Linked DNA regions of Mus musculus: regions 1 and 2 are each linked to region 3. A link is a contact called in public Hi-C data. All regions are on one chromosome and are shown on one strand. The core of a region is the stretch at or near the end of the contact, and the rest is flanking DNA. Distances in the headings are between cores, read along the strand shown. Region 1 has its middle 15 kb from the start of Slc17a8. Region 2 overlaps Actr6 (ARP6 actin-related protein 6). Region 3 overlaps Utp20 (UTP20 small subunit processome component).

Region 1 (3,911 bases), core at 1,276-3,775, 850 kb before region 3:
GGCGGGGTGAATATTAATGAAATACATTGTGTACAAGAATGGAAATGCCACAATGAAACCCACTATGTGTAATTGACATATGGTGGTTTAAATGTGATAATTGGGGTCAGGGTATAGTTCTGTCAGTAAAGTGCTTACCTTGCAAGTATGAGAATCAGGGTTAGACCCCAGAACACATGTGAAATTCCAGGATTGAGGCTGTGGAAATGGGGATGCCTGGGACTTGCTGGCTTGGCAGCCCAGCCTAACTGGAGCACTCTAGGTCAGTGAGACCTCCTATCAGAGGAGGTGGGTGTGGTTCTGAGGAAGATTCTTGAAGCTGCTCAGCTTCCATTCACATATATACAAATGTGAACATACAACCCCACACATTAAAAATTTACTTTTAAAAAATTGCTGTTGGGGGCCAAGTCTCAGTTGATAGAGTTCTTGCTTAATGGCACAAAGCCATGGGTTTGCTCTTCAGTATTATATAAACCTCTTGTGGTGCTCATCTGTATTCTCATTAGTGTAGAGTTGGAAGCAGGACTGCAAGTTCTGAGGCTACCCTTGGCTTTAAGTTCAAGGCCAAACTGCTACAAGAGAGCCTGCCTTAAAAAAATCGAGAATTGTGCAATTATCTACTTTGTCAATGTGAGTTTATATTATTGATCGACTTGGTGCCATTGCTGCTGCAGTTGTGAAATTTCCCTGTATTTAGGCTAATGTGTTTCTTTGTGAACCCAGTTTTTAAGTTGATAGATATCCTTAAGTCCATGTCAGAAGCAAGCGTTTAAATAAATCTCTTGACTTAAAGTAGGAAGTTGGTGGGTTTCTGCAGGCATCAATCAAAATAAATTGATTTTGTTGGTTTAAGCTTGAAATGAGATGTGCACCGGATGTATAAACAGAAATAGATCACTTCTTTTGTTTTCTTGTTTTTACTTTGGAACGCTTTGTAACCCTCCTTTTCATGTGTTCCCTATCACATCTTAAGTGACACAGGTATGAGAGACTACCCAGTGGCAAGCAGAGTATGTGTCAGGTTACTTTGAATGTCTTGTCATATAAAGTTCTGAGTTCATAGTTTTTCCCTACTTGAGAAGTGTCTGTCCAGTTCATTTTCCCACTCAGTGATTGAATTGTTTGCTTTAAAAATTTGAGGTCTCACTGGTTGGCCTCGAATTCAGAGATCCACTTGCCTCTGCTTCCCGAGTGCTAGGGTTAAATGCCAGACAATTGTTGGTTTTTAAAATAGTTTCTAGTATTTCACTAATTTCATACATATATGTGATGTATCTTGATCCCAACCATCCCGAATTCTTCCTTTGCACACCTCCCCATATTTTGTAAGTTACGGCTTTTGGAATATTTTAAGACAAATGAGTCTGTCACAATCCAAGTTACCTAAGACTTGAGTGTCTTTCAAGCCTAAACACGCAGTAAGACATATATTTGTTTGTTTTGATACAGGCTCTCACAGTATTGCTCAGGCTGGCTCCAGACTCCAGTCCTCCCCTCCTGAATGATGTAAACTACAAGTATACGCTGGCTCAAACACATTTTGTAATTCAGTTACCGTGTAAAATACACAGCTGGAAGAAAAGTCTGAGAGAATGCCTTTAGTAAAGGTATAGTATGCCTTATTTTATGGTTGGTAGTTAAAACCCTAGAACGGTTTCACAACGTGGTTTGGGTCAAATGGAGTTGAGCCCTGTTCCCCTCTCGATGATTGAATGCAGAATCACAGGGCCCAAGAGATCAGACTCGGAGTGGATACTGCATTTTCCCACCTCCCAGAGTTTGGTGCTCTGTATCTCACCGTGTCCTTTTGTGAATTCTTCTGGAGGTTGCTTTAGTAGAGACTTACTGATGTAGCAAGCACTGTTGATTTGGCCTCACCATTATGTACGCTGGGAAATTACTGTTGAAGGTGGAGCAGAGTGGGAGATGGCAGAAATCTACGCAGTCAAATTCAGTTGTCAGGGCTGCTGATCTTGATGACAGATGAGGACGGTTGTGGGGGGCAGGGTGGGGGCAGGGGTTGGGGAGGACATGATACTCAGGTGTTGGCAGCGCCCAGATGTGTAATGGAATTAAAGTTTGTAGCTTTGGGGAGGAGAGAGTACAGCTGGAGCAGCTGTTTCACTAAATGGTGCTTGTTGGATGTGAGAAATCTTTTCTATTCCAAGCAGCAGGTTGTTGCTGTAGCCTGGGGTACCTACTTAGGCTGCAAGCCACATGTTCCCATTTAAAAAGGTTAAACTCACTTTACTAAGTCTTATTTAACTTATACCATTTGGGTAAGCGCTGCTACGTTTTTCACTACTTTTCTGGCTTGTTAAGAATTTGCGTGTATTTTACATTTAGCACATTCCCAGTTAGACAACTGGGTCTCCATGTGTAGCCGGTAGATACTCTATTAGATAGTTCTGTTATATATGAAAGCTGTACTCAGCAGTGCAGAGGTGTAAGCTGTGGCACTATTCAGCTTAGCTCAGAGCTCCAGACTCTGCCAGAACTGGATGCTCTAAACAGATGCCAGGCTTCATCAGGAGAGGGCACTGGAGCTCTGTCACAGAAGCCTAGCTGTCTTAAGCAGGGGAGCTGCCCTCCAGGCTACTGTGGAACAGATCCAACTCTGCCACTGTGGGCCGGTGCTCTTCCTTATGGTGGAAACAGATTGGGATTTCCCACAGAAGCAGGAGTAGGGTTGAGCCTCCCCATCGTAGGTACCCAATTTTAACACAAAGCCTTTTCCTTGGCACACGGCCGCTACTTTGCTGCCTTTTAAAGCACCTGATATTTGGGTGTCTTTTTACGTCTTACTAACCAGCTTCTAGCTAATAATTACTTTATTAAAATTTTCCCACTTATGAGCCTCTCAGGGCCCTACCCATCCCTGAGAAACAACTGATGGACGCTGTTGAAGGGCGTTGTCTTCAGTTAATGTAGCCTTTGGATAGCTCCCACCCATGTTCATGTGAACAAACCTGGTTAAATTCAGTGGGGTCACAAAATGAAACAAAAGAAAAACTCAAGTATGGGAATGGGCCTTGTGACTCTCTCTCTCTCTCTCTCTCTCTCTCTCTCTCTCTCTCTCTCATACACACACACGCACACACACACACACACACAGCAGCCTAGGTTGCTGATGTTTGACTTTTTATGCAAAGGAACAGTATAGAGACACATCTGGAATTTGTACGTAAGGATGGGGTGAGAGTCATCAATACTTTATACATGAAATTGACAAAGAATAACTAATTACATTTTTCCCCCTGTTCAAATGGCATGATGTCTGTCTCCCACGATACCCTGCTGCAAAACTTCTAAAAACCAGATCCATGGTATGCATATGCTCCTAGCAAAAGGCACAGGGTGTTATTTGCTAGTTCTGTATATTAAAGCTTCCATTTGAAAAGTTCTGAGCTGGGCACGGTAGCTAAGGTATATAATCCCAGCATTTGGGCGGCTGAGGCAGGTAGATTACTATGCACTGGAAGCCGGCCGGGGCTACATAGTAAGTTTAGGGGCAGTCAGAGTGATAAGGTATCTCACAGGAAGAACAAGCAGGGTTACTCTGAATTGTGCTGATGATAGTGGAAATATGGTTCAGTTGCTTCAGATCTATTTCTCTCTCTCTCTCTCACCACCCCCCCCCCCCCACAGCAGTCTAGGTTGCTGATGAATTCTGTGTTTGACTTTTTATGCAAAGGTACAGCATAGAGACACATCTGGAATTTGTACGTAAGGATCAACATCGATGAAAGTTTAAATCTCACTCAGGACTCTAAGCCTGCTGGCCTCTCTACCTGCAGTGATGTAATGTCGCCAAAGTGAGGCATGCTGAAGGCATGCTAAAAGCATGCCTGCATGGACTTTGGAGCCAGATAAAGGTGTATTTGTCTTCTGGTTGTTTTTTTATTTGT
Region 2 (3,839 bases), core at 784-3,283, 940 kb before region 3:
TTGAATGTCAAGATAATTTTCCTTTGCCTTTGATCAGCTCAGGAAAAGACAGTTCTATGTTGGTGAATGTGAAGTCTGACCCTCTAGTTACTGGCTTGATAAAGACTCTTGGGAAATTAAAAAAATTTGTCTGAATAGTGGTGGCACATACTGTTAATCCCAGCACTGGGGAGGGAGATGCAGGCAGACCTTATGAGCTTGAGGCTAGCCTAGTCTACAGAGTGAGTTCCAGGACAGCCAGAATTACACAGAGAAACCACCACCACCACCACCAACAACAACATATAAAATAGAAAATTCCTATTCAGAAATGTAAAGAGATGAGCTGGAAAGATGGCTGGCTCAGTGGTTAAGAACACTGACTGCTCTTTCAGAGGTCCTGAGTTCAATTCCCATCAAAGACATGGTGGCTTACAACCATCTGTAATGGGATCTGATGCCCTCTTCTGGTCTGTCTGAAGACAGCTAGAGAGTACTTGTATACATTAAAGAAGGGAAGGAAGGAAGGAAGGGAGGGAGGGAGGGAGGGAGGGAACAAGGGAGGGAGGAAGGAGGGAGGGAGGAAGGAAGGAAGGGAGGAATGTAAGGAGACATGACACTATTCATTTAGAACTGTGGGAAATTGACAACACCTAAGTAATAATATATTCATATATTCATATAGTAAACAGTAATGAAAACAGTGCAGAGCTACATGACTAGCATGGCTCCACCCCAAATGTAATATTTAGTAAGAAACAATCTATGGGGGCTGGCGAGATGGCTCAGTGGTTAAGAGCGCCGACTGCTCTTCCGAAGGTCCTGAGTTCAAATCCCAGCAACCACATGGTGGCTCACAACCATCTGTAACAAAATCTGATGCCCTCTTCTGGAGTGTCTGAAGACAGCTACAATGTATGTACATATAATAAATAAATAAATCTTTAAAAAAAAAGTTCAATGTTAAAAAAAAAAAAAGAAACAATCTATGGAAAGGTGTGCATACTTTCAGTGTATATAGATTATATTATTTAGAATACAGCAACAAGAACTTCGTTTTCTATAGTTTCAAAAGATTACGTGAGTGATGAACATTGGATTTTAAAGGACATGATAATTTATTTGTCACATTACATCAAGCTGTTTGATGGGTATTTGTATTTTATGGAAGTATTTGTACTTAGCATGCCTGAGATCTTTTCTTTTTTCCATATAATAGAGGTGAAATACAGATCAAAAATCAAAATTGCCCCAAACATTTTGACTGCAGAGCTGTCTCAATAGACACACTTGACCATCTGCACGTTTTGTATTCAATTATAATAAAACTTGAGTGATGATAAGAGAGGCAGTGGAGAACATGACTCAGTGGTACAGTTGTCAACCTCTATCACGTCACAGTGATTTCTAGTCCCTCCCAACCTGGCAGACGCTGGAGTCATGGGGGCATTAAAATCTGTGTGGTTTCTGTTCTTCCAGGAATTTTTAGTTCCTAAGTCAGAAAACTTAAATGTTTGGGGTTTTTCCCTGCATAATGGACAACCAGCTAGGAATCTTTCTCTCCTTAAGAACATTTCTCCCTCTGTGTGAGTGGCATGCCATTAGATTATCAGACATGATCTATGTGTGTTCTCAGATCGGCACCTGCTCAGTGAGCCAGCATTGGTGAGGTCGTCCTTACAATTGACCAGTGTTTGTTTTCTGTGATGGGGAGGGGTGAGGTGGGAGGTGACACACTGGGACAGACAGTCAGACACAGCACACGAAGCAGGTGGCGTGACGGTTGTTGGAAGGTGTTCACTGACCTGCGGCTGGGGACAGGGTTGGGTAGGAGCTTATACTTCTTCAGCTTCACACAGATGTCTCGGCTCTGACCTGGATGGCTTGGTGCCTTGACCTGAGTGGGCATGGCAAGGAGTGACGCAATCTGGAACCTCAGCACAGCAGGCAAGAGTTCAGGAGTTTCAGTAGGAGAATGTGTTACAGCAGTCTCAGGCTGGAAACATCTGAGAGGAAGAGGCCATAGTTGCTGGGTTTTGCACACACTGACCAATCATTAGGCAACACTCGTACTTGGATCAGAGGGAGGCTTTGTCATTGCAAGACTGACCCTTTAGGGGCAGGCTATGCCAGTTCCCCGTGCGTGTGGCATCGGTCCTTTACCTGGCAGTGTCTGTATCCTAGCATTCACTCAGGACTCCATCTCTCTACTCCTTACAGTCACTCAGGCTTCCTGGGTGCCTCACACTAACTGTTAATGGCTTTCATGTGTAATGCATGCTTTATCAAATGAGAACATAAAGTTAGCTGAATTGGACTCTTGCTAAATGAACTATTACAGTAAGTGTATTTTTTAAAAAGAATATTTTACTCTTGATAAATGTTAAAATGTATGCCTTATATACAATCATGTTTTAGTCATCTATATGAAAGTTATATTGTATATGTAGTAGCTTAATTTTTTGGTTTTTGTTTTGTTTTGTTTTGTTTTGTTGTTTTTTCGAGACAGGGTTTCTCTGTATAGCCCTGGCAGTCCTGGAACTCACTCTGTAGACCAGGCTGGCCTTGAACCCAGAAATCTGCCTGCCTCTGCTTCCCAAGTGCTGGGATTAAAGGTGTGCGCCACCACGTCCGGCTTAAAGGAAAACTTTTAACTGGGGTTAGCTTAGTCTGTTATTGTCATGGCAGGAAGCATGGTGGCACGCAGCAGGCATAGTGCTGGAGAGGGAGCTGAGAGTTCTCCATCCAGATCAGCAGGCAGCACGGAGAGAGAGTGACACTGGGCCTGGCTCGAGCATCTGAGATCCCCAAAACCACCCCCAGTGGCAGACTTCCTCCAAGGCCACACCTCCCAATAGTGCCTCTCCTTGGTGACAAAGCATTCAATCTATGAGCCTGTGTGGGCCATCCTATTTAAACCACCACACCTAGGATATTGTTGATTTGAACTGGGATACATGAGTCAGGAATGCTTGGGAAATACAAAGCTTTGATTTTTCTCCTGCTGATAAAAGGAACAATAACAACAAATAGAGAAATAAGATTTATAGTAACATTGGACAAACAGCGGAAATACTGATTTTACTTCTTCTCAGAAAGAGATGCCTGTTGAAGTATAAATTGTCAGACCTAAATTAAGAACATTCCTTTATCTTTAGTGATTACCACTTTGTGCAGAGCCAATATAACACAAACTGACAGTTTCTTTAATGGTACTGGAAATAAATGTGTGAGGACCATTCAGTTCAGTAAATCACAGCTTTCTCTGACCAGCTTCCCCTTCTAAATCCCTTCAGTTGCCTCTGTCTAAAAAAAGGTTTTGGAATTGTACCCTTGAAAACAGAAACTCCTTGTGCTTCCAGATTACATATTAATGACTAATGGCATTTGCGCTGACATTCAGCAAGGACACCGAGTGCTGGCTCTTTTCCCTGGTTAGATATTTGGTCAGTCAGCCTGATCATCATCTGTAAATCAGGGCTTTAAAACAGCTATAAACCTTTAATGTCCTTCAGTCCGTATTGGCCTCAGGTAGTTTTCCAGTATTGAAAAAAAATGAATTAGCCTTTAAACTAAATTTAGTGTGTGTGGGTTTTTTTCTTTTTCTTTTCTTTTTTTTTTTTTTTTTTCCTTTAAACAGGGTCTCATTCTGTAGCCTAGGCTAGCCTTAGACTTGCACCTTCTTCTTCAACCTCCCAAGTGTTGGGATTATAGGTGTATAGCCCATACCAGGCTGTGGTGGTTTGACTATGCTTGGCCCATGGGAAGTGACACCATTAGGAGGTGTGCCCTTATTGGAGGAGGTGTAGCCTTCCTTGCTCAAGGAAGTGTGTTACTGTGGAGATAGTGCTTTGAGGTCT
Region 3 (3,802 bases), core at 731-3,230:
CCTGAGCATCTGATAAGAGTTGGGAGACAGTACCTGAGAGAAGAATGCTGGCACCTGTAACTAACACATCACTAGAGAAACTGTGCTGTTTAGGGAGCTGGGGAGGATGCCGTGATCAGCAGCAGACTAACATTTCACCTCATGGCACATCCTCTCCATTTCACTAGGAGACTGCTGTTCTGCTGTCATCCAGGCAGTAGAGGATTTAGATGTGTCTAAAGTTCTTCCTGTGGGGCGGCAGCACGGCGTCTTGAACAGCCTGGAGGTCGTGTTAAAGAACATCAGTCATCTCATCAGCACATACCTTCCCAAGATCCTGCAGATCCTACTGTGTATGACAGCAACTGTCTCCCACATCCTCGACCAGCGAGAGAAGGTGAGAGGTCGCAGTAAATGCTTGCCTCTGAGTGTTTGTCTTGGGAGTTGGGTTGGAGTCACTAATGTCTTTCCTTCTGTAACCCTAATGTTCAGACAGAACCCATGGTCTGTTTAGAAGTTAATGCTGAAGCCAGCACAGTGTCTTGAATAAATAAGGAGCGTGGTAAGCAGGACTGGTGAGTTAGCTGGCCGACTACTGAGAGGAGAATGTTACAGTTTTCTGTTGAACTGTATTCCATACCTGTTCTGATACAATAGGAATATGGCCCTGAGCTTACTCTGGAGAACGTGGAGAAGTGCGTATGCACATTATAATGCACTGAAGGCTTCTTGGAGTAGTTGGGATTTGAAGTAAAGATCCAGCCTCAGATTTTTGCCTCTGAGCCGTCTCTGTTGATTCATAATATATCCAGTGCCTTCCAAATGCAGTCTTAAGTAGAAGTGGTTGTCAAAGTCTTAAGCTGCTTTTTGGATAGACATAAACCAGCCTTGATGATGAATGGTTGACCAGAGCTGACCCCTGAGGTAGCACAGGTATGGTATGGTCTAAGAAGAGAGAAGCAGAGGTGTCTGGAGCGCAGTGAGCATTCAGTAAGTAAGGTTGGCGCTACAACATGGACCTACATGAGAGAGTGAACATACTGCCTGCTGGGGACTCTCGACACACCTTGAACAGGGGATTGATAAAGACACTGCTGTACGTCGGCTGTGGTTGGACATAGCAGTAAGATTCACTTGAGGCAGACGAAGGAGGACCATGAGTTCGAGGTTAGCCTGGGCTACATTTTTTTTTAAAAATTGCTGTTTTATCCAGGTGTGCTAGCCAACTCTCTGGAAGCAGAGGCAGGTGGATCTCTTGAGTTGGAGGCCAGCCTGGTCTATATATTAAGTTTCAGGAGAGCAAGGACTATATAGTACAACCCTGAGTCAAAAAGGGGGAAAAATGCCTTGGTTGCTTTGTGGGAAAGAGGCTTTGCTTAGAGAAGCCAAGGGTGACACCGAAAAGAGGTCATGGAAAATTGTGTTGTATGCAGATTTAAAAGAGAAGATGACACTTGCCACTTGTGCTTTAGAGCAAGCTGAAGTGTTGTGCACATGTTATGTCATGAAGGGTGTCAAGTTTCATAAAGATTCATCCTTTGGACTTTTGATTAACTTAGAAGTTACTCAGTAATGGGCCTGGCTCCCAAGCCAGTGTTTCGTAACTCAGAGGATCATTTTGTGCAATTTCATGGTTCATTAGTTAGTGAGGTGTTAAGCTTTTTCACGGATGTGGGGCTTCTTGCTCTTTTAAACAAGTCCAAGGAGTTCCTCTAAGAGGCATAGTAAGTCGCCCCATGGTGGTTTTGTCTGAGTGTGCGTTTGAGCTCAGTTATACACTTGCTTTTTATGGCTCTGATAGCCTCTGGGGTGTTGGCTGACGTGAAGTGTGTGTTGTTAAGGTTGTAAATGGTTTTGTGATGTTTGTACATTGAAGCAGTGACTCATACATAAATATACATAAAATCTACAACTGCCTATTTCCCAGCTTTCCTCTAGTTTGGTCAGCAATCATGGAGTAAACTGGACAGCTGGAACAATAGTTCTACAAATGGATAGGATGTGCCTGTCCTGGCCTGGGGAGAAGCAGGGATGGAGCAAAGTGGGGCACTATTTGAGGTCTTGTTTCCTAACACTGGTTTGTTGTTTGCTCCAGATGATTTTTTAAAGTTATCAGTTTTTTAAAAGTATCAGTGATCGTAGATTTTCTTTTCTACCAAACCTGATTCAAAGGACATCAGGTGTTCACAATGGAGTGGAAGCAGGTCAGAGTGGCTTGTAACTGTGTAACTTCCTGAGTCTGCCTGTTAGTCGGTGACTGGATCGGGGCAGACCGTGTGTGAGGTTTCACGATCCTTGTGCTTATGCAGCAGATTAAGAGTACCCTTGTTCATAGTCCCTTGAATTTAAAATGAGTTACTGTATGTTTAGATATCTGTTGATTAGTGTTGACTTTTCCTGGCAGGTACCTTCCTTTAGTTTTATTCATGGTGCCTTAGAAACAGACTTGACATTCTTTGGTGGTGGCACATGCCTTGAATCCCAGCACTGGGGAAGTAGAGGCAAATTGATCTTTGAGTTCGAGAACAGCCTGGTCTACAGAGTGAGTTCTAAGATTGCCAAGGCTACACAGAGAAATCCTGTCTCGAAAAACCAAAAGAAAAAAAAAAGTCATTAACTACGTAAGAGGATTTTCTTTGTTGCCCTAAGTTTTAGGATGATTCTTAGGTAAAGCTGTAGGTAAATAAGGTCATATATAAAAGTGCTGCCATTTAAATATTTAACAACCACAATATAGTGATCAGGTAGAAAGGTAGTCAGTTTGAGTTCTCTCTGAGGCTTTTGACATTATTTGTTTGGAAGGCATCACTCTGAGGCCCTTGCCTCTTCCTCTCTGGATCTAGACCTATTCATTCTTTAATAGTCTATTGGAAATTCTGCCTTTGCATAATGTCTGCCCTTCCCGGGTTTATAAAACTCTTCACATATTGAACTATACATAATTTTCAGTCCCTCATATAAGTATGGACTATGGGTATGATGCCATTGTTGGAGACTCAGTGAATAAATCCACTCTGAGGCTGCATTCTTGTGGTTTCACACCACACAGGAAAGGAGACGTGATGTCTGGTTAACACTTGCTGACTCTCCAGCCTCTGTGCCTGTACATGGGTACATCTGTTTGGTTGGTTGGTTGGTTGGTTGGTTGGTTTGGTTTGGTTTTTCAAGACAGGGTTTCTCTGTATAGCCCTGACTGTCCTGGAATTCACTTTGTAGACCAGGCTGGCCTTGAACTCAGAAATCCACCTTCTGCCTCCCCAAGTGCTGAGATTAAAGGCGTGTTTTTATTATTGTTTTGTGCATATGAGTGTTTTGGCTGTATATCTGTGCACTGTGTACATGCAGTGCCCTCAGAGGCCAGAAAAGGACATTGAATCCCCTAGAAGTGGAGTTAGAGTTGGATGTGGATGCTGGGAACTGAGCCTGTGTCCTGTGCAAGAGCAGCCAGTGTTATTAAATACCAATAGCATCTCCTCCAGGCTGGGTCTCTTTTCCTGCCACACAAACAAGAGTGCCTCTCTACAGAGATCAGGTGTGTGTGTGTGTGAGTGAGTGTGTGTGTGTGTGTGTGTGTGTGTGTGTGTGTGTGTATGTTATGTATGTATGTATGTTTCTGTGAGAGGTGTATATATGTGTGATGTTTATGTTTGAAAAATATCTTTGTTTACAGATTCAGTTGAGATTTATTAACCCACTGAAAAATTTAAGACGTTTGGGAATCAAGATGGTCACTGATATCTTTTTGGATTGGGAATCCTATCAGTTCAAAGCAGAAGAAATTGATGCTGTGTTTCATGGTACAGTTTGGCCCCAGGTAAACCAG

The links. A called contact is a pair of places that touch in the nucleus more often than the background predicts.
Region 1: a contact with region 3 is called in a Hi-C map of liver, with 2.9 times the contacts expected there. The contact joins two enhancer-like sites. A contact is called at or near these places in 2 of 484 Hi-C or Micro-C datasets (liver and nephron progenitors).
Region 2: a Hi-C map of liver shows a contact between it and region 3, with 4 times the contacts expected there. The contact joins two enhancer-like sites. A contact is called at or near these places in 3 of 39 promoter capture datasets (the C10 cell line, hippocampal neurons and liver), 1 of 484 Hi-C or Micro-C datasets (liver) and 1 of 115 datasets of contacts at active chromatin or transcription factors (bone marrow-derived macrophages).

What each region holds. Positions count from the first base shown.
Region 1 is chr10:89,633,870-89,637,780 of GRCm38.p6, reverse strand. No RefSeq gene overlaps it. Among named protein-coding and RNA genes, the nearest start is that of Slc17a8, 15 kb to the right of the region's middle. Within about 2 kb of position 2,525, at least 12 of the 459 cell types and tissues checked have an H3K27ac peak or open chromatin away from gene starts, as enhancers often do. A contact at or near this core is called in liver, where this site is marked.
Region 2 is chr10:89,720,540-89,724,378 of GRCm38.p6, reverse strand. All of the region lies in intron 8 of Actr6 (ARP6 actin-related protein 6), which reads left to right. Among named protein-coding and RNA genes, the nearest start is that of Actr6, 9.8 kb to the left of the region's middle. Within about 2 kb of position 2,033, at least 23 of the 459 cell types and tissues checked have an H3K27ac peak or open chromatin away from gene starts, as enhancers often do. A contact at or near this core is called in liver, where this site is marked.
Region 3 is chr10:88,782,564-88,786,365 of GRCm38.p6, reverse strand. Utp20 (UTP20 small subunit processome component) reads left to right here. Exons shown (of 62, transcript NM_175158.3): 27 at 168-376; 28 at 3,650-3,793. Among named protein-coding and RNA genes, the nearest start is that of Utp20, 42 kb to the left of the region's middle. Within about 2 kb of position 1,980, at least 25 of the 459 cell types and tissues checked have an H3K27ac peak or open chromatin away from gene starts, as enhancers often do. A contact at or near this core is called in liver, where this site is marked.